Regions from separate parts of the Ovis aries genome. Here region 2 is linked to region 1. The links are chromatin contacts, called in public Hi-C maps. All regions are on one chromosome and are shown on one strand. Each heading gives the region's core, a stretch centred on a gene start, on an enhancer-like site or on the middle of the called end of the contact. The rest is flanking DNA. Distances are from core to core; before and after follow the strand shown.

Evidence for each region. A called contact is a pair of places that touch in the nucleus more often than the background predicts.
Region 2: a contact with region 1 is called in a Hi-C map of liver, with 2.2 times the contacts expected there. The contact joins the enhancer-like site here to the promoter of PACS1 in region 1. A contact is called at or near these places in 8 of 16 Hi-C or Micro-C datasets (blood, hypothalamus, liver and 3 more).

The regions. Positions count from the first base shown.
Region 1 is chr21:40,586,254-40,591,201 of ARS-UI_Ramb_v3.0, reverse strand. It overlaps PACS1 (phosphofurin acidic cluster sorting protein 1), which reads right to left and starts at 2,738. Exons shown (of 24, transcript XM_027959538.3): 1 at 2,367-2,738. The coding sequence starts at 2,719. SF3B2 (splicing factor 3b subunit 2) reads right to left here. Exons shown (of 22, transcript XM_027959264.3): 22 at 4,369-4,619. The coding sequence ends at 4,548.
Region 2 is chr21:40,628,602-40,633,549 of ARS-UI_Ramb_v3.0, reverse strand. All of the region lies in intron 1 of PACS1 (phosphofurin acidic cluster sorting protein 1), which reads right to left. Among named protein-coding and RNA genes, the nearest start is that of PACS1, 43 kb to the right of the region's middle. Within about 2 kb of position 2,694, at least 13 of the 54 cell types and tissues checked have an H3K27ac peak or open chromatin away from gene starts, as enhancers often do. A contact at or near this core is called in liver, where this site is marked.

The DNA of each region.
Region 1 (4,948 bases), core at 1,489-3,988:
AAACGAAGTCAGAGCAGGACAGCTGACAGTCCCAAGGACTGGTTAGTAGACATGACCTGACTGTATGCTCCCTGCAGGTGACAGCAATAAGCCAGCCTGAGGCGCTCACACCACGCCAGCATAATAATTCCTGATTTCATCAGGATGCCTAGCTGTTTCTTGGGCGAAAAATTTATTCTGTGGACCTCTCAGTGACCAATAGGGACAGACTGGAAATCAACAGCCATCGGTGACTTTATTTATCCTCCTCGCTGGCACAGCAGCTTCTTGTCAGCAAGCTTACGCCTTTTCAATCTAACAAGCTAGAGAAGGCAGCTGTCCAAATGTCACCAAACGTAGTGATAGATGTGAAGGAAGGACAGGCAAGCCTGAATTACTCACACAGGACCCAGGGAGGAAGGGACTCAGTGCTCGTGTGTTTGAAAGAAGTAGATGAGGCTATTTCAGCTATAGATAGGCCTGAAGAGAAAGAGAAAGGCAGGCCTGCTTAGGACCAGGAGGGGTAAGCCACCACATACTAAACTCCTAGTTGAGTCGTGTATGTTAGGGTGTTGACCAAACCAAAGCAAACTGGTGTGGCTCTCGATTGCCCTGAAGAAAGGACAGAGAAGAAAGAAAGTAAAATCAGTGAAGCGAATGCTGAAACACAGGGACACCAAGAGCAGAGGGGGGCTGATGGAAAACAATCCAGCATGATCTAAAAACATTCCAGATGTATATCCTTCCAACCGCAACTCTACCCCTACACACAAAGGCATCCTAAAGAAACTTTTGCGGGAAGCGCCAAGAGTCCTGGACAAAAATATTTATAGCATTACTGTTCGTGTTAATAAACAGGAAACAACCCAACTGTTCATCAAAAGATTTATGATATATTCATACCATGAAATTCTTACCCCTTAGGGAAAATGTTTCGAGTTACCATACAGCATCGATGATTCTCACAAACTTAATGTTGAGTTCACACACACACACAACACACACAGACACAAATAGGTTACAGAACACACACATTATGATAGCATTTATATAAACTTCCCAAAACATTCACAACGAAAAAACATTGTCTAGAGATGCACACACGTAGTAAAACTAATTTTAAAAGACCGGGAAATGAGGGACACACAATTCAGAATAATGTTTACCTTTGTAGGGGGAAGCAGGGGACGTGGTGGGGAAGAAGCACCCAGGGCTCCAACGCAACTCTAATGCTGTTTCTCAAGCTGAGTCAAGGACAGATATGCGCTTCTTGTCATTTTTTAAATTTTAAAGTCCTCTCTAGGACATACATCATTTTGTATGCATGAAACAATTCAAAACAGAAGGGGGCTGGAGAAAAAGGAGAGTTGAAGATGTAACCAAGCCGTGCTCCCTAACCCCCACTTACATGTCCATCTGCCCAAGACGGGGCTTCCAGAGTGAGGAGCAAGTCACACTCCAAGACAACAGAATCAACTCGATTTAGAGGTGACAGGAAAAAAGACCATCTTCAGGCACTTCTCTGGGCTTCCTGGCTGAAATCAACTCCACAGTGTCTATCTAGTCAAGGGGTAAGCTGTGAGACACTGCACACTGTCTCCAAAGTGTGTGAGAAGACTACCTTGCCCATACGGAAACAGAAAACAGCCCAACTCAGGAATATTTTACCAATGGAAAGTCCCCAGATGGTTCCAACAGACAGGAATGGATTGCAGTTAGGAACAAGGCAGTAGTTTTATGTGCCCTGCAGAGCTAGGAGAATATGTGACCGGTTACTGGGGGTGGGGAAGGATGAAAAATACACTTGAAAACACACTAAATAGGACTTTTCCAAGACCATAAAAGCCTGGACAGAATGTGTGTATCTGGAGTACAAATGGACGTGTGTTTTGAACACAAACTAGAAGCCCTAAGGGTTAGTATGGGCTTTACCCGGCAGAAGATGACAACCAAGTTTGGCACATGCCAAGTATATTGGGAAATAATAATATCTAGAGAGATCTATACCACATCCTTGTAACACAGGTACAGCCCACGGGCGCTGGCGAGGCAGGGAAGAAAGTCTGTGACTTTCACGGGGAAACGGACAGGAAGGCCGGATTCTGTCAGAAGGCCCAGGGCAGAGAATCCACTGGGCCCCGCTCTGGGAGGGCAAGAGGGTGGTCCCGGCCCGAGGCCGAAGGTGGGCATGCCAGAGGAGGGCGGGGTCCCCTCGGGAGGAGTCCCCGGGAGGCCGGGCAGGGACGCAGCGGGGCAGCCGAGGGGGAATCCAGGGCCGGGGCGCCCCCCTTGGCCGACGGGACGGGGAAGAATAGGAAGGCGGGGGCCTGTCACAGCCCCGGCTGGGCGGTCCCCGAGGGCCTGGTCGCCCCCCGCCCGCCGCTCACCTGGGCACGCAGCTGGACGAGCTCCGGTCCACCTCCCAGGTGGCGTACAGGTTCATCTGCACGGGGGCGGGGGTGCGGCCTGGCCCCGGGCCGCCGGGAGTCGCGGAGCCCGAGGCCACCGCGACGGCCATGGAGGTGGAGGTGGACGAGGACGAGGACGAGGCGGCCGCCGCCGAGGTGGACGAGGACGACGAGGTGGCCTGGGCCAGCTTGGGGGGCGTCGGCTGCTGCGGCGGCGGCTGCTGCTGCGGCGGCGGCGGCTGCGGCGGGGATTGGGCGACCCCGGAGCCCCGCTGGCCGCTGCCGCCCCCGGCGCCTCCGGGACCACCGCCCGGCCCTCCGCGTTCCGCCATGGCCCGGCCGGGGGCGGGGAGGCGCGGGGGTTACGGGGATCGAGGCGAAGGCCGAAAGGACCGCCCAGGCTTCTCTCGCGGCGGCCGCGGGGGCTCGATTCGTCTGCTCAGCCCGCCCGCTCGAGCGCGCGAGCGCGAGCTGCACGCACGCGCGGGGCCTCGCGGCGCGCGGTCCTCGCGCTCGCCCGCCGCTGCCTGTTGCGGCTCGCGCCGCCGAGACACTGGGTGGGCGTGTCCGGGGAGGGGGCGGGGAGCCCCGGCCCGCGCCCGCCCCACCCAGCGCCCGGGGGCGGGGCCGCGCTCGGGCGCGCGCCCCGGGCGGGCCTGTGGGCGCGCGCGCCCCTCGCTCCTCGGGGGAGGGGGTCGGCGGCTAGGCGCCCTCCGCCTGGTCCTCTCCTCAAATTCGCGGCCCGGCGGCAGCCCGCTGAACCTCGCCGCCCGTTTCTCTCCCCTCTCCTTTTCCGCGGTGGCAGCAGAGCCAAGCGGAAACTCCGCTTTTCCGGGGCGCGGTCCCGGCCCGGAGAGGGCTGCCGCGGGAGCGCGCCTTGGCCCCCTCCGGTCTGTAGACCTGAGGCCCGACCCGCCGCACGCCCAAACCCGCTTTCCGACCGCCGACTTGGCGCCCGCTCTGCGGCCCCGGGGGGCTTCTTCGCCACGACCAGCAAAGGGCGCCATGGGGACCCAGTGGTCTACTGGACGCCGCTGGGCCAGGCAGTTTCCGCCGCTTCTCCCCAGTGTGGGCAGGGGCTCAGACCTAGAATCCAAAAAGCCGTTTGGCACGGGTGAATTCTAAAGCTAAGCCTTTATTTTCTGACCACGATGTCCCCCTCCTAAAGAACCATTAGAGTCCCAAGTCCCCATCTCTGCCCTCAATTTCTTATACTTTGACTGTTTTTCTGCCTCATCACTTACTATATTTCTACAATCCTATTCCTTCTGAGGTCTTACTCAACTGCCTTATCCTCCCTGGAGTCACCCACACTCCCCGCTCCAGGAAGCATCTGGAAGCCTCCCGCATGGCAGCTCCTCAGATGGTGCTTAACACCAGCATGAGTGGTACAGCAGCACTGTGTGACTTCTCTCCCCAGTGCTTGGCAACTGCCGGTGGGACCCATGGGACCAACCCAGTCCAGCCTGTCAGAAAGACTTCCAGGGACACAGGGGACTAGAGCCTAGGAAAGCAGCCCCCAACCACACCCCCACCTCCAAAACCTAGAGATGGTTGATGAAATCACCCAGGGGCTCATATGGACTCAGGACAATCTAGAGGATTTGAGCTGCGTTCTCTCCAGGTGAGGACCTGGACTCGGCCACAAGGTCTGTTAGGAAGGCCTGACCTGGCCTACTTCCCAAGCCCACTGCACTTCCTCAGCCCAGCTGGGCACTAAGCTGGCTATTTTTAGTCCCCAAGGACACACTAGTAAGGTCAAACCAGACCTGGAGGTCCTTCCTCCAGAGCCTTCCTACAAAAGCGGGCAGTGGTTAAAAAAAAAAAGTCTCAGAGTGGCTTTAGCTTCATCACCAGTCTCAACTGTAACATCTTCTCTAGGTGCCCGCCCCCAGATACTGGACCACTTTAGGCCACAGAAAATGGCTGTTTTCATCCTTTTGCGGGAGGGAGGGGACTAAAAGAGGGAGGACCAGGAGTGTTACATATTCATCTCTTTCCTTGGGAAACAGCTTTATTTACAAAACAGGTCTAAAATAAGAACATGAAAACGACAAGGCCTTGGGAATAGCAGGAGAGCTGGTTCTTCGTGCCCAAGTATCAAGCAGCCCAGATGTCCAAGCAAAGGGCCTTAAAGAAGGCCAGGTGTAAGACGGGGACTTAAAATTTGAACTCCTTATATTTCTTGCTGCCGCCACGGCTGTCCTGAGGCTGAGCTTTCCGTTTCTTTTGCTGTAGGAAAGAAAAACAGGTCACAACAGGTTAAACAACCCGCTGATTCCCCAAACAAGGGTGGGCAGCCTGATGTGGCCACATACGTCTGTGGGAAAAGTCTAGAAACTGGAATCCTCAGACTCAGACGAGTTCCTTCCCCTCCCTGTGTCTCAGCTTCATCGACCTTAAAGAGGGCACCCCACCAGAGGATTCCGAAGGTTCCCAGCACCCAGGAAGCTCAGGGCAGCAGCCACTGTGTCCTCCCTTCCTCTCACCACTAGAGGGCACCACCCCACGGGGAAAGGCAGCCCTGGTCCATGGCTCTCACACAGCCAGCCCCGAGTGAG
Region 2 (4,948 bases), core at 1,445-3,944, 42 kb before region 1:
AAAAACTACAGCTTTCGGTCTGTAGAAGAACAGGTAGTGGACCAGAGGGTATCAGGTGAACCTGCATTAAACCAACGAAGAGAAAGTCAGAAGAGATCAAAGGAAAAGTAGTGAGCCACAGAGCAAGGCTACAGCCTTTCACTTTCTTCTTTTTTAAATTTATTTAGTTGGTTATTTTTGGCTGTGCGGGGTCTTCATTGATGCACGCAGTAGGCTTTCTCTAGTGCGGCAAGTGGGGGCTACTCTGATGGCAGTGTGAGGGCGTCTCACTTCCGGGGCTCCTCTTGTTGTAGAGCATGGGCTCCAGGCGTGGGTAACTTCAGTAGTCGTGGCGCCCATGCTCAGCTGCTCCACAGCATGTGGAATCCTCCAGGACCAGGGATCGAACCCATGTCCCCTGCGCTGGCAGGCGGATTCTCAACCACTGGACCATCAGGGGAGTCGTGCAGCCTTTTTCTTGACTCAGTGCTGGAGCCACTGATTCGGGAGGCCTTCGCAGACCCTCCTCCACTCCCACTTGGGGGAAGTGTCCCAGTTTTGAGTTCTCACTGAAACTTGGGCCTATCGCTACCCTAACACTTACCATAATATACCCAGTCAATCATCTGCGTATGTTTCTGTCTCTTTTTACATCTATATTCCTAGCCAACCCCATGGACAGAGGAGCCTGGCAGGCTATATATAGTCTACGGGTTCCCAAGAAGGGGGCACGACTTAGGGACTAAACCAGCCAACATAGATGCTCAAAAAAAAAAAAAAAAAAAACCTGGAGGGAAGGGTGAGAAGGAAAATAAAAAAGGAATAAGCTCAGAAATTCTTTTTTTCATATAAACACAGACACCAGCACAAGGAGTTGACAGCGGTTCCATGACACACACCTAAGGAGTTAAGTCAGTGGCTTATCTACATTTCGCATCTGTTAACAATCTCTGTTGTTTATGGCCCATAAATATACACCAGCCCCTCCATCTATTCTTTATACTCATGCCTCCCCTCAAGCCAGGCATCTGACTAACTTGTTTAGATGAATCTGGATGAAGAAGGTCCAAGCATCAATTTAAAATGACCACTGAGTCTCCAGAAAGGCTTGGGGTGCCCTGGGGGATCTGCGGAACACAGATGAAAAAATTACTGTCCCTGGAACATTAGCCCCCAGGACGAATGATGGCTTCAGATGGTTTAAAGAAAACCTGAGAAGCCACAATTACAGCTGCAATATGAACATCAACACGGGAAAGTCTACCGCACCATTATCACAAAAAGCATAAAAGAGAGATAAACAGCTTCAATCACACGTGGTTGGACGGATGGCCTTGTGCTGGGTCATTAACTTTCTCTGTGCCGTGGGTTCCTCTGGCAGCCCAGAGAAGCCAGCAGCTCCTTTCTCAGAACAATGGTTTTGAATACATAAAACCGTCTGCGTAGTTTAAAAAGGAAGCGGGTTATCGTAATTAGCCCACACGACCTCTCCCTGACACTTCCTGTCTCCTTTCCTGGCTTCATTTTTTCTGCTGGCGTTTGTCACTATCTAACACACGGCACATACCTGACTTGTGTTCTCTCATTTGGTAGATGTCTCCCCAACTACAACCTTGCTTCCATGAGGGCAGTGGAGTTAATCTATTTTGTTAACCACTCTATCTCCAAAACCTACAAAATGGCTGGTATATAACAGAGGCCCGAGAAAAATATGTCAAATGTGTAAACAAACCTCTTGTCTCCCAGGAGCTATATTCTAAGAGGAGTCGGAGGCAGTTCTAGGATCTGTCTTTTGGACCCCAAGGACTGTAGCCCACCAGGCTCCTCTGGCCATGGGATTTCCCAGGCAAGAACAGTGAAGTGGATTGCTGCTTCCTTCTCCAGGGTTCTTCCCAACCCAGGGATCGAACCTGAGTCTCCTGCTTGGCATGCCGGTTCTTTACTGCTGAGCCAGGGAAGCCCTAGAATACACACCTCATATCTACTCGTACCTTCTTAGCAGCACTGGAAACCTTTTATAAACGCAACCTCACGCACCTATAATAAACTTAATAGCTGAGGGCAAAGAAAGGATGTGCGGTGGAGAAGTTAAAGGCCCCCAGGTTAGTCAGCGAACAAAATCCACCGGTCAGGTCTCCTGCTGACCCACCCTCCCTACACTCTACCCTCGTCCTCCGAAGCTTCTGCTGCCTGGCCTTCAGTCTCTTTCCGGCTTAAGTGTATTAACACCTAACTGCACAGTGACGGTAAGAGACAACTCATTCACAACAGCCACACTCCTCTGCAACAAGGTTCTAGATTTCCAACTTCTTGCCAAGGCAACTCTTAAAGAGAGGAAATGTTTTGTTGCTAACTCATCTTATTCACTGTAAATTAAAAGGTTAACAGGAATGTAAACCCTCAGCCGTGACAGGCTGCCTACATTGTTTGTCTCACAAAGTCCTAAACGAAAGGAAGCTCAGCGCCCAGACAGCTCAAAGCTTCAGAGAAATGCAATAACTTCCACCAACTGCAACGCCTTCACTCTGCAGTGTGCCAATGAATTAGAAGAGCCAACCAGAAACTCGAGAAAGAAAGGTGGGGTGGGAAGAGGAGGTTGACATCAAGGTCAGTTAATAGGACAGAAACCGTGTCCTTGAACGTTTCACAACGGCAGGGCTGTCAGCACCTCACAGGAAGGCAGTCTGGGCTCTTCTTGGGTGGCCAGGCAAACATCAGCCCGCTCCTCGCCCTCACAGCTGGCCCAAAACAGAGTGGAGGAAATACACTTGTATCAGCAGGGTTCTGAGACACTCAAGCCCATGTACTTAAAATATTACCTTCTAAATCTCCTTAAACATCAGAATTATCCATGTATGTGCATCATACATAGAAGGAAACAGGAAGACATAGGGTTTTTTTGTGGGTTTGTTTTCTGTATGTGTTTTTTTTTTCTGAGGGGGTTGTTTTTATTAATAACATTTCAAGTGCCAGGAAACCAGCAACAGCTGGTCATCGACGACAGAAAGTTCCATGGTAATGATGTGTATTAAGAGGATTTCAAGTTGAAAAAGAGAGCAAGAGAAACAGTTTTCACATAGGCTTGACTCCAGCTCAGTGAGAAAATACCAACCGAGAGCAACCTTTCTAACCAACTGCCGACCTCTTGTACTGTTCTGGTTCTGATCCTTAGAGGTAAACTCTTCTTCTGAACTGGCCCAATAAAAACTGTAATATAATTCTGTAACTACTCATAGTGCTCTTGCTTTATAGTCACACTTCAAGAGAAAGCCCTGAAAACACAATGATGAATAAAGCCCACGAGCACGGAAAATTTATTTTCAACCTTTTCTTTCAAAGCAAAGGTCTTCAGTGTCATTCCAACTTTACAACATCAGTGAGGTACCAATAAGCTTTTTTTAGAATCCGTTGTACAGGTAATTACATAACTGAATAAAAAAAGAAGTGAAAAACCCTAAAAACACAAATTGTTTACATTCATCTAATTTCACTGATTGTTAAAGTGAAAACTGGAAATAAACTAACTATTCATTTAGTGGGATTAGTTAAACAAACTGTGTTTTGTCAATTTCATGGAATACTACAGAGCCATGAAAAAGAATGGGAAAGACCTCCAAGTACAGAAACAGAAGAACCTCCAAGACACCTCTGTCACAGGAAAAGGACAAGCTAAACAACTCATGGTGATTCTGCTTACGTAAAACATTTAAATGAGTCTGTACAAATGCTGTATTTAAATACTCAGGACAGTGTGTCAGGGGACCGGAAGAGAAGTGAGGGAGTTTGGGGAAATTTTTCACATCATTCACAGGCTGTTGTGTATTTTTTAAAAAAATCTTAGTATGGAAAAAGGGCTAGATGACTCTATGAATCAAAGGGAAGAAAAACAAAGAAGAAAACCTATTTATTAATGTCAGAGCAAGAGTGTGATCATTGGAGAGCCTTCTATCTGCCACACCTCAAAACAGTGTTTACTTCAGCTACTGTACTGATAGAAACAAGATGAATCATGAACATTAAGAACAAGATTTCTGAAGTGGTAAGCCTACACCATGATCAAAGTACACAAGTCATCGTCTCTAAGAGAACTGAGAGTTTAAAACGCACACTTCTCACATCTTCCTGTCAACTCAGACGAGCTGCATTTTCTGGTTGTTTTGTGGAATAGCCATACTTCCATGGCACGTACTTGTCCCCTGGTACTGAAGCCTGACTAGCCTTGACGGCAAGTTCCAAGAGCATGCCTGAAAATAAGCGACAGCACTGCAACTTAAAAAGTGCTTTGCTAGGGCTTCCCTGGTGGTCCAGCGGTTAAGACGCTGAGGTTCATCCACGTTGCACCCGGAGCAGTGCTTCAGTCCTTTTTTTTTTTTAAGGTGCTTATCATGCTTTATCGAAACCATGCTACCTTGAATATACTCTGCAGGTATCTTTGATATCACATTCTTTATGAGGTATACAGGCTCTTTCTTTTCCTGTATCTGAGTTATTCCATCAATTGATTCCCGAAGGAGGTAATGTTCCTTTTTCTCCTTTTGTGAACTGTGCCACACAGCATGTGCAACCTTAATTCTCCAACCAGGGTCTGAACCTGTACCCTCTGCGTTACAAGTACAGACTCTAAACCACTGAGCCACTAGGGAAGTCCCTTTATTCCTTTTTAAGGCCAAGTAATACTGCACCGTATGGACCACAAATTGTTTATCCATTCATTTGTTGATGGACATTCGGGTTGTTCCCAGTTTTGAATCAGTATGACTAAATCTGATGAGCACATAGGCACCAGAAGCTTTTGACTCCTTTCATTTTCTACTTCAGCACTGCCATCTACTCTCAGCTCACCACCAGTCCTATTCTTAGATTGGCCCTATGTGTAATGGGAAAAGCAATCGCTTATTCTACAAACATATATGAAAGACCTACTGTTTCCAGGGACTGTTCAGGCACCAGGGACACAGTAAGGAACAAG